Regions from separate parts of the Astyanax mexicanus genome. Here region 1 is linked to region 2. A link is a contact called in public Hi-C data. All regions are on one chromosome and are shown on one strand. The core of a region is the stretch at or near the end of the contact, and the rest is flanking DNA. Distances in the headings are between cores, read along the strand shown.

The links. A called contact is a pair of places that touch in the nucleus more often than the background predicts.
Region 1: a Hi-C map of muscle shows a contact between it and region 2, with 12 times the contacts expected there. The contact joins the promoter of sft2d1 here to the enhancer-like site in region 2. A contact is called at or near these places in 2 of 3 Hi-C or Micro-C datasets (both in muscle).

What each region holds. Positions count from the first base shown.
Region 1 is chr7:3,641,856-3,647,286 of AstMex3_surface, forward strand. sft2d1 (SFT2 domain containing 1) reads left to right here and starts at 3,628. Exons shown (of 8, transcript XM_007238547.3): 1 at 3,628-3,784. The coding sequence starts at 3,719.
Region 2 is chr7:3,580,675-3,586,840 of AstMex3_surface, forward strand. It overlaps rnaset2 (ribonuclease T2), which reads left to right. Exons shown (of 11, transcript XM_049481565.1): 11 at 1-769. Among protein-coding and RNA genes, the nearest start is that of rps6ka2, 8.9 kb to the right of the region's middle. Within about 2 kb of position 3,752, the one cell type or tissue checked has an H3K27ac peak away from gene starts, as active enhancers do.

The DNA of each region.
Region 1 (5,431 bases), core at 2,378-4,877, 61 kb after region 2:
CTTCTGCTCTTCAGCAAAGGCTTTCAGTAACTTTGCTGTTTAGATTAGATCATTAGAGCATTATTGATGAGTCAGGAACTGATGTTAGATTATTAGTTCTGGGTCAGTTTAACTTCTGAATCCTGAAAGTACTGAATGGAGCTGAATCTCTGTAATCTCTGGGAGGCTTTAAACCACTTTAGCTGATGCTTAGCTTTGGGCTTTGGGCATGGTGCGCCCTAAAGTAGCCGAATTTAGCATTTTAGATAGATAGAAAAAATAGAAAAATAGATTCATAGATAGATGGATAGCTAAATTAGCATCTGCTATGCTAAACATGCTAGACATGCTAAAACAAAAGATATTTTATCTAAGATTATTTATGCACTACCTTTTGTCAGATTGCACATTCAACATTAATATTACTGTACAGAATATTAAATTATATTTGTTTTATGTTAATTTCATTGGGCCTTATGCTTCTGAAAAGAAAAAAAAACAGAGAAAACATAGAAAAATGAAAACGGAAAGCTTTAACGACTACATAGTGATGTCAAAACTTTTATTTTATTATTTTATTCTTCAATCTTTTATTCGATGCATTTGAACAGTTTTACTGTTACTTTGAACAGTGTACTTTACTTGCACTTAAAACAAAACATCAAAAAGTCTCTCAAAACGAAGTTCATGAAGTGATGGAAGACATAAACACAACAGTTTTGTATGATCTAAATGTAATAATGTAATATAAACAGGGAATATAGGAAACAGTACTATTTTTGTACCAGCTTGAAATTCCTTTTTGAAGAAATGAGATTCTGATGGGAGGAGTTCTTCTCACTGTGTGGATTGTTTCTCTTCATGGAGAAGAAGTTGCTCCAGATTTGGTCGTTTGAATATTTTATCTACAGGTTCTACACTGGCCCTGCTTATGGATATCAGTAGGGGATCAGTAGAGGTTAAACTTTGGCTCTTTTTTGGGTTCTACACTGCATTTAGGACCTAGATGGGACCAGTGTGAGATTACAGTGGGCTGTAAAGACGCAACCATACATGGATAAACCCACTCAGAGCCCATGATCTACACATGATCTCCACCTGAGCAGGTTGCTGACTGGTAATCAGTGTGGTAATATTGTGTATCAGGTACAGAATAATCAATACCCTCCAATAATACAGAAGAGTGAATCTAGCAGGACTGATCAGAGAGCTATTTTGCTTTGTATTGGCTTGCATGCCAAACTTTTGTGAATAAAAAAAAAAACATACTGAGGAACATGCTGTCTCTGAGTTTACTGTGAATTGATAACAGTATAACAGTTTTAATGTATTGTGATGTACAGTGGCTTGCAAAAGTATTCATCCCATTAAGTAGTCTAAAATTTTTAACAGGTAGATCTGTGCAGCTCTGCCTCCCTCTACAGGCACAGTTTGGTGTCGCCTCAGGTAGGAGCTTTAAAAAAACTGATTTTGTGGTCAAAATATCAAACTGACACATTTGTGTTGTAATAAATGTGTATTTATGCGAATACGCATTAATTAAAACATGATGGTGGTGGCCTCAATTATACTGTAAATAAACAAAAGCACTTTACTCACCCAAATAAACAGTATTAAGGAAATAAATCTAGACTAGACTACATTCAGGACTAGTTTGAAAGAAACTTTAAAAGAAAAATGTATCTAAAATCACAAATGCTAATATAACACCTTCTTTAAGACTAATGATTTCATGTGACACCGCTGTATATAAACTTGTACTTAGCAAAGTAGTAGCTAAAATGTTTTTTTCTTCTGCATTAATAGCCAACAGCCGTTTTTTTAACTCAACAGAGAAACATTTTAATGGAAAATGATTCAATGGACCGAATGTCCTTTAATTATTTAAGCTTAAAATCGACATTATACTATGAAATGTGGAAGAAGGCAGTAGAATAAATCTGATTGACTTGTAGCTATGTAACATTTGTGCTATTTATTTATGGAATCTCTTATCTCTATGTTTAATAACACTAAACACTGCCTTACTTCCTTGGTGTGCTCCCTATAATTTTAGTTTTTTTTTTAGTTGTCTGTTTGTTGAGATTGATTAATTTGCTGTGTTATATTTCTGTACATTGCAATTACATTGAATCCTGTGGAAGCCCATTTCTTTCTTCATTCTTCATTATGGTGCTGCTCATAAGAGGCGTAGATCCATTTTTCTCTGTAAAGCTGCTTTGTGGCAATTTTGTTGTAAAAAGCGCTATATAAATAAAATGTAATTTAATTTAAACATTTTTTTTTTTAATCCGGCACATTTTTTTTCTTATTGTTAAGTAAATTATGTAAAATCTTATATGTTTAGATATTTGTGACTTACTATCTCTGAATTATTACTTACTATCTCAAAAATAATTACATAGTATATCAAAGTAATGAGATAGCAGTTTACGTAATAATAAAAAAAATTGATCATTTTTTTTAGTTGGCAGGAATGGACAAAAAAACAGAAAACGAAAAACAAGGGTGTACAAATTAGAAATAGGATTGGGCCTAACTAGTACACTTGTTTTTGCCTGATCAGTAAGTCATCTGGATCGACGGTTAGTGGGCTGTGATAACAGATTTAGGGAGAACTTCACATACACATACGTCTCTTAGACTGACGCCGCCTATCGGTGCTGACCTTCAGCGTGGCCGCCATATTGGATGGGTCTCCCCTGCGCCCCCAGTGCATTATTTTGTACTGATACAGCTATAATAGTCACAACTCTACCAATTTGACCAGATTTTTAACCGACCTTCAACGCTAGAATGTGTTTGAAGTAACGTCTGTTTAAATGTTAAATGGTTGTGCAAACATTGAAATGTTAACGTTGAATCAACATAATGTCCTCAACCTTCTGCCTTTTGATTAAGTATTTTACATTTCAAAACGAAAAAAACTGTTGAATGAAGGAATGAAAAGAGTTTTTATTCAATTTGCAGTTATTGGTTTTTAATATAGTGCTTCATTATCTAGGGGTATGTTCATGTTCTATTAGTTTTACTGTTGTGTTTTTGAGATCAGATGTTCAGTAAACAGATTGGTAGTGGTGGGTAACATTCTTTATACTCAGCATCACTACAGTGATGTAAGTTAATTGTTAAAACACTCTCAACAACAGGATTTTTAGTTTTTAGTGAGCTTTGGTTTATTAAAGGTTGAACATACAATGTTCATTCACTTTTCAAAATCAGCACCAAATCCAATCAATCCAACCAATCAAAATGCCAGCTGGGTAGTTTATAGAATAAAACAACAATTGTCATTTTATTTAAACATATACCTATAAATAGCAAAATCAGAGAAATTTATTCAGAACTGTTTATATACATATATTGTTTCGTCGTGTATATATGGCCTTGCTTTGTAAAGAGGTCTATCTAAAAAAAAATAGAAATGCAGTTAATACAAACTAGTTAGTAAGTTCTCTTGAAATAATACCTTTATAAAATATGAGAAATAGTGTAAACATAAAATAACATAAAATTCAAAGTTGTATTATCAAGTCAAGCTTTTCTGTAACCTCTTCATTTATAAGCTGCTATAGTGCTGCTATAAGCTGCTATAGTGCTAGCCTATAGTGAAAAGACCCAACCAATATGGCGGCGTCGCTGGATTACGCTCGAGCCCGTGATAAGGCGTCTATCTATGGTTGCTCAGTGAGCGTTTAAGGAAGTGTCAGAAAGCGGAGTTTACAGAACTGAGGTAAACATGGATAAACTGCGCCGAGTTCTGAGCGGCCGGGAGGACAACGAGGAGCTGGGTCTGACCGCGCAGGTGAGGTTCTCCGCGGGGTGAGCTCGGCTCAGTTCCCGGGGTCTGTGTTTAGTTAAGCGCGGCTGTTTCTCTACGTGCGGAGAAACTCAACCAGCTAGCCGCGGCTAATGCTAATCAGCTAGTTTACACTGCAGACTGACGGTCAGCTACGCTAAGCTAAGATAGGCTAAGCTAAGTAAATAGCCATTGACTGTAAACTTCAGACAGACGTTTATTAACTTTACTCACGTTTGTATTTATTCTTAACGGACACAATGCTATCATAGTACACTGCATTAATCTAGTGTTAGCTAAGTTAACGTTACCTAGATAAGCTAGCTTGATTAACTGACTCTCTACACTGTGAATTAAGTACTAAAATACTGTATCTGTATCTACTGGAGTATTATTTTTACTTCACTACTTTTCTTAAGTACTAAAATGCTGTATCTGTATCTACTGGAGTATTATTTTTACTTCACTACTTTTCTTAAGTACTAAAATGCTGTATCTGTATCTACTGGAGTATTATTTTAACCTCATTAACTTACTGTACTAAAGTACTAAAATACTGTATCTTTATTTACTGGAGTAACCTTATTATTTTTTACTACCACTTTTACTTTACAACATGTTTTGGATGAGTTCAATACTTTTATTTTTATTTTATTGTTACATGTTTCAATTATAAAAAATGTTTTTTTTTTTTAGATAGGCAGCAGGATAGCAATGGATTTTTGTACAGTTTGTTTGATTACAATGTCGGCTGCATGTTGTATGTGTTACACAAAGTCTATCTATAGATAGCATTTAACTAAAGCATATCTTAATTGTTACTGATATTAACTAGCTAGCTGTCAGACTACAATTTATGTTTGCTCTATAACTTACATTAGCTATCTAACCTAGTTAACATAAATTAACGAATTACAGTACCATTTAATGCGTGAACAAATGTATATGTACCAGTTTCTTGTTTACGCTTTTAACACATATATTATTAAGTGTCTACTTTAATTTTAATTTCACTGTCTGCCTGATGTAACAATTATTTGTGCCACTAACATTACATGCTTTCAGAGGATGGATGATAAGAGGTAAGGTTATGATCTCTATATATGTATAGTGTATAAAAAGTCTTTAGACTTTAGAGGGACTTTGTTGAAAGAGTGAACCTGGCTATGAAATGTGTTTAAACAGTGTGAAGTACATGTTTAGACTCTAGAAAGTAGGACACTTAAGTTGCAAGGTTTATGATTGATTTATTGACAGATAGAGATAGTTTGAACCATCACCATTAATCCTGAACAACAGTAAACAGTTATTATGTCAGACATGCACTTATGACCACAGCATTATGAGTTTATGGCATGCGTGATTTGATTTAGATGCGATACCAAAGACATACTCATACCATTGCAGATTATTGTTAACCTACAATAATAATTTTACCTCCCCATTTATAGTTTATAGAGTCTAAAATCTGTGGGTAAAATTTATCCTGTAATTCTGTTCTGTAGTTCAATTGTAGTTCACATTGTCCTTTGTCAGGGCCAAGACTTCTGAATAGAAATCAGTACCACAGAGCTGTATTTAGAATGAGTTTATATGTTGAAATACACCCACAGGAGTATGATGTCAAAAAACTTAAGAGATAAGAGAGATGTA
Region 2 (6,166 bases), core at 2,502-5,001:
TAGTTGACTTGCTGGTTTTTTACTAAATTAATCAGATTTGAATGATATTTGACTTGCAGACAATTTTATGTTTTATTTTTATGCTGGAACAGTTAGTGTTTAAATATTTACAGTACGGGTAATTAAGTTATTTAAGGCATTAAATCTAAAGGAGTCAAAATCTGTCATAAACAACCAAGTTTAAGTACATTTCCTCTGAATTTCCTCTTTAATTTCTGTTTAAATCGGTCCATGCTCATTTTAAATGGTTGTTGGTGTTATCTGGGTGTATTAGTTTCTTTTTATATAATTCAGATCATTGTTTAAAAAGAGTCTCAAGTAGCCGTTTCTGCTTTTTGCACTTTCGTATTGCTTTGAGAGGCTGTTTAGCCATACTGAGACGTTTTGCTTTATCAGCTATTTGAGAGAAAACTATCCCGTCCTTTATGTTCTTAAGTTTTAAAGGGCATTTCCACTAACAATGATCCATAAACATGCTGTTCTGTGTCTGTCTCAGAGTGCAGGGCTGCTACAGAGTTTATATCAGCTGTATAGGCAGCTGTTCCAGTTAAAGTCCAATACACAAATATTAAGAACAGCTGAGATATGAATCATCTTCTGTACTGGTCATGATTATGTTTTACCTCCTGATCCATTATTTTACCTGTATTGTTTTATTGTTTCTAAAAAAATACAGATTTGTTTTCCATTTTATTTTCATTTAATTAGAAAGTTTAAATTATTGTGATTCAGTGGGTCAATTCAATAAAAAGAACTCAATTAATAGCCATTGTTCTGTTGTTTTATCATCATTTTCAGTCTTTTTATTAATCAGATTCTTCTTGTTTAGAATCTACATAATTACATAATTAAAAACTGTGTTTCTGAGTAAAATCTTTGTTTTAGTCAATTTTTTAAATATTCTATAAATAAGAAAAGTTAGATTGTTGTAATGCAGTCACAGTGCAGAGCCAATTCAATACAAAAAAGAGCACAATTGAAATCAGTCATTTGTTTATTTTATCATCATCATCATTATTCAATACACAGAAACATGGGAATACAGTCAGTGTAATGTTTATCAGTTCAGTTTTTATAAAAAAGGAAATTGAGTGTAAAACTTTATTATTTATTTTTGCTCATTTGGTATCCTGAGGAAGAAATTGGTTTAATAATTTTTCAGATTTTCTTTTTTTTTTTTTTTTTAATAGTTTGTATAATCAGGATCTGAATTCCAGGGGGAAAATACATTTTAAAAGATTTTTAAAACTTTTAAATTTTTAGACTTTTAATTTTTTTAAATCTGAAATAAATTGTAATATCAGAAAACTGAATAGAATTTATTTTTATTTTTTTTTTCATGTATATCTGATCGTGAGGATATACAAGAAGAGAAAATCTTGAAAATTGGGAAAAATTATTGAAACCCAAAATCTTCTTTAGTATATCAAATGGAAAACATATATATTTTTTATTTAGCTTCAATCGGTCGAAAATACATCTGATAAAACTTACGCTGACCCAATACAATGTAGTAGCTCAATGTATTTATTTAAATATTGTTAAAGAAACACATGCACACTTATTTGTTGCTGCAGTTATTTGAACAGCCACAGTGTGGCAGAGCAGAGACACTGATCAGCAGCTTCAGTGTCCAAATTTCAACCTTCTCACTTTCAAACTGCTCACTTTAGCTCCGCCCACAAAATTTTCATTGGATTAAGGTCAGAACTTTGACCTTCAACCATTCTTCGGTAGAGTGACTTGTGTGCTGAGGGTCATTGTCTTGCTGTATGACCCACCTTCTCCTGAATTTCTGGTCATGGACAGATATCCTGATAATTGAAAATTCAAGCTGAACTGCTTGAATTTTTGCACCAGGAGTAAAGCAGCATAAAGTTATCCAAAAGCAGCGTGTAAGACTGGTGGAGGAGAACATGATGCCAAGATGCATGAAACTGTGATTAAAACCAGGATTATTCCACCAAATATTGATTTCTGAACTCTTAAAACATTATGAATATGAACTTTTTTTCTTTGCATTATTTGAGGTCTGAAAACTCATCTCAAAACTCAAACTGCATCTTTTTTTTGTTATTGAAGGCATTTCTCATTTTTTGCAAATAAATGCTCTAAATGACAATATTTTTATTTGGAATTTGGGAGAAATGTTGTCTGTAGTTTGTAGAATAAAACAACAATGTTCATTACTCAAACATATACAGTAACTATAAATAGCAAAATCAGAGAAACATATTCAGAAACTGAAGTGGTCTTTTCATGTTTTCCCAGAGCTTTATATACATTGATTTTTGTGCTATAACTATTTGTTAAAAAAAAAACAATGTTCTTTTTTATTTTACAACTTCAGTTCTATACATACAGATAGATACTAAGTTCACTGCTAGTAAAAAAAAATGGAGTCAATATTGTAATATGTGTGAGAATCAATTCTCATAAAGTAACACTTTGATTGGAGGCATCTATGTTTCAGTATTGATCCACCTGTTCCTGTTCTTGCTCATTAAATAAATGAGTGATGTTGGGTCTGTGAGTTTCGATCAGCTCTGTTCTCAGCCACGTTCTGCCTAAACTGAGATATTCGTCATCAGACCGGTGAAAGCAGCAGCAGCTCTTAAGCGAAGGCTGAATTTAAAAGCACTCAATCGTTTGTCCTTCGCTGCTCGGCTCCTTCACTGCAGCGTCCTTGACTTTCAGCTGCACTGTGCTGATTGTGTTCAGTGGAGCGAACCCTGTATGTGAGAGCTCTCTGGTGAGTGTGTCTCCAGCAGCGAGTAAATATGTTTTTATTGTGTGTTCTTTAAGTTCTTAAAGTTCAACTCCAGAGATGATATACAGCATATTCAGTCTGTATACTGATGGTGATATTTGGCCTTGTGGAAAAAAGGGATAATACAGTGTGTGTATATATATATATATATGAATAGGCAGCTCTGGAAAAAAATAAAAGAGACCCCTTCAGTTTCTGTATCAGTTTCTCTGATTGTGCTTTTTATAGGTTTATGTTTGAGTAAAATGAACATTGTTGTTTTATTCTATAAACTACAGACAACATTTCTCCCAAATTCCACATAAAAATATCGTCATTTAGAGCATTTATTTGCAGAAAATGAGAAATGGCTAAAATAATAAAAAAGATGCAGAGCTTTCAGACCTGAAATAATGCAAAGAAAACAAGTTCATATTCATAAGGTTTTAAGAGTAACAGAAATCAGTATTTGGTTGAATAACCCTGGATTTAATCTTTTTTTTTTTTTTTTCGTGCATCTTGGCATCATGTTCTCCTCCACCAGTCTTACACACTGCTTTTGGATAACTTTATGCTGCTTTACTCCTGGTGCAACAATTCAAGCAGTTCAGTTTGGTGGTTTGATGGCTTGTGATCATCCATCTTCCTCTTGATTATATTCCAGAGGTTTTCAATTTGGTAAAATCAAAGAAACTCATCGTCTCAGGTAGGCGAATTGAATTGATTAGTAATTATAAAACTGCTTGAGCCCCTCATTAACATTGACAGCTGGTGATGAAATGAGTTTATACACAAATTATAACACTGATCTGGTCTGAAGATCATCAGTAACTCGTCTTGTGTTTCCTCTCTTAGCCTGTAGCAGTAGCACTGACGCTAGGCTAGCCTGCAGGCCTGCCATGTGATCCGTAAATGAAGTGGGTCATCGCTGACCATCCTCTTCCTCTGTTCGTTCAGATGAGGTAGCTGGATGCAGCCCGATGGCTTTTAAACCGTGTGAGCTGATGAGAGCCGGCTGGGAAGATAATGGCTGTGGCTGAAAGCTGCCCCGGCCGCCTTTTGAAGCCCTTTCTTCTGGCTACTCTCTCACAGTTGAGTAGAGATTGGAGCTGTGTGTTGGGCTGTATCAGTGCCGGTGGTGGGTGGAGAGCGGGTGGAGGGTGGATAAGGCCAGCCATGATGAATCATCTCCTAACCCTGGGTGGAGCACCAGGAGTAAAGCAGCATAAAGTTATCCAAAAGCAGCGTGTAAGACTGGTGGAGGAGAACATGATGCCAAGATACATGAAAACTGTGATTAAAAAACAAACCAGGGTTATTCCACCAAATATTGATTTCTGAACTATTAAAACTTTATGAATATGAACTTTTATTTTCTTAAGTTTTAAAGGGCATTTTCATCAACAATGATCCATAAACATGCTATTCTATGTCTGATTTTTGTCATTGTTAGACATCTAAACCAAGCCATTCCACTGTTAATCCTGTCTACGTATCATCTTTGCTTGGATTACAATGACAAAAAAAATAAATAATAAGTTCAGCTTTTTTACCAGCATTTCTTACTGCATGTTCAGCCCCATTGCAACAAGGCAAGCAAACCAGTCAATTGCCTAGGGTTCGAGCTGACAGTGATGGATTATGCATTGAATGACTAAGCTGAAACAATAAATTGTGCAGATGTAATCTTGACAGTTTTTTGTCATTTTTATGTTTTTATAAGATTTGATTTACTGTAAAACTCCAGATGATGACACATAATGTACATTTATATTTCTACCAAATGTCAAATATCTACCAGGTCAGTGTGAGGCAAATTAATTTCTTCCCCTAGAGTAAAATCATGCAACAAAAGGGTTAAATAATAGATCAGTGTGAAAATAACGACTCCTCACTGTTGAACAAATATGTATTTACCGGTAGTTAGCGACAGTGAAAAGCTATGACCCGACACTGTGTTAAACCTCTGTAACAATGTTCTATTTTCTATTCATTTGGGCTGGCTTTGAAAATCACAGAACCCAGAAACACTAATTCTCTGTGCAGTGCTAGAAAATCTAGTTAACCTCTGCTAATCCCTCCCCATTAAACTACACACAATGACACAAAGCCTTTCAGATCTCCCAACAAATCCTTCTGTGAACTAGAAAACAGCACAGAAGCACCTGCATCAGAACCACACGCCATAAACTTTGACTGTATTTGCAGGAGGAGTGATATGGGCAAGAATGGGCAGAGATGTTTTAGAGTTACAATGAGAACAAGAGCTGTCCTAGCTTATACCAGTGATGGAGAGAGAGAGAGAAAGAAAAAGGGATAGAGAAAAAAAGAGGTATAGAGATGGAGACAGTGTGTGAGAGAGGGATAGAGATGGAGAGAGAGCAAGAGGGAGAAAAGAGAGAGAGTGTGTGAGAGAGGGATCGAGAAAGAGACAGAGCGAGAGAAAAAAAGCACAAGAGAGAGAGAGATAGTGAAAGAGAGACAGAGAAAGAGAGAGAGGGATGGAGATAGAGGAAAAGAAAGAGAGTGTGTGAAAGAGGGATAGAGAAAGAGACAGAGCGAGAGAGAAAAAGCACAAGAGAGACAGTGTGTGTGCGAGAGAGAGAGAGACAGAGAGAGATAGTACGAGAGAAAGGGATAGAGAGAGAGAGACAGAGAGAGATAGTGAGAGAGAGAGAGAGGGATAGAGAGGCTCTGCTGCAGACAGACTGAATTAAACAGCAGGACTCCTGACACTCTCATGTCTGATGGATTACTCTCAATATGAATGGAAGCTCCATTGCAACTGTCTGACAAGATAACCCGTATGGACGAGCGTCTGGCAGACAGTGCGGTGACAGTGTCATCTGCTGTCTCACTGCTATTGTTCCTACTGACACTCATCACGTAATTCATCATTTGCATATATAAGAACCACAAAGCAGAACCTGGTTAGCAGAACATTTTAATATTCTTATATAAAATTGAAAAGTGATAAGCGAGTGATTTGTCTGGCCTGGTGTTGCTTTTTGTATGCACAATTCCAGGCAGATACCACCAGTCATGATCATTACCACCCACTGCGCTGTCCACTGTAGGTGGTTATGCCTGTGGATTGAGGAATGTTAAATAACCACAAAACTGAAAACTAATGTAATTCCACATCCATCTGGTGCCCACTATCACCCACCTTGCTGAGTATTACTGGAGCCTGCTAGAGTAGTTCAACAAGGATCCTACTTTTTAGTACATTTAAATCTCATTCACATTGAGCAAACAAGTTAGCATTAGCATCCCCCCTCCGAGTTTTCACTACCACCTTAAATTCCACCTTAATTGTGGCAGCTTGACCAGTAGTTCCAAAACAAGTTGTAGTTTTATTCAAGCTAACATTAATGACAAATTATTATTTTTTGTTTGTCACTCAGTGCTTGCTCG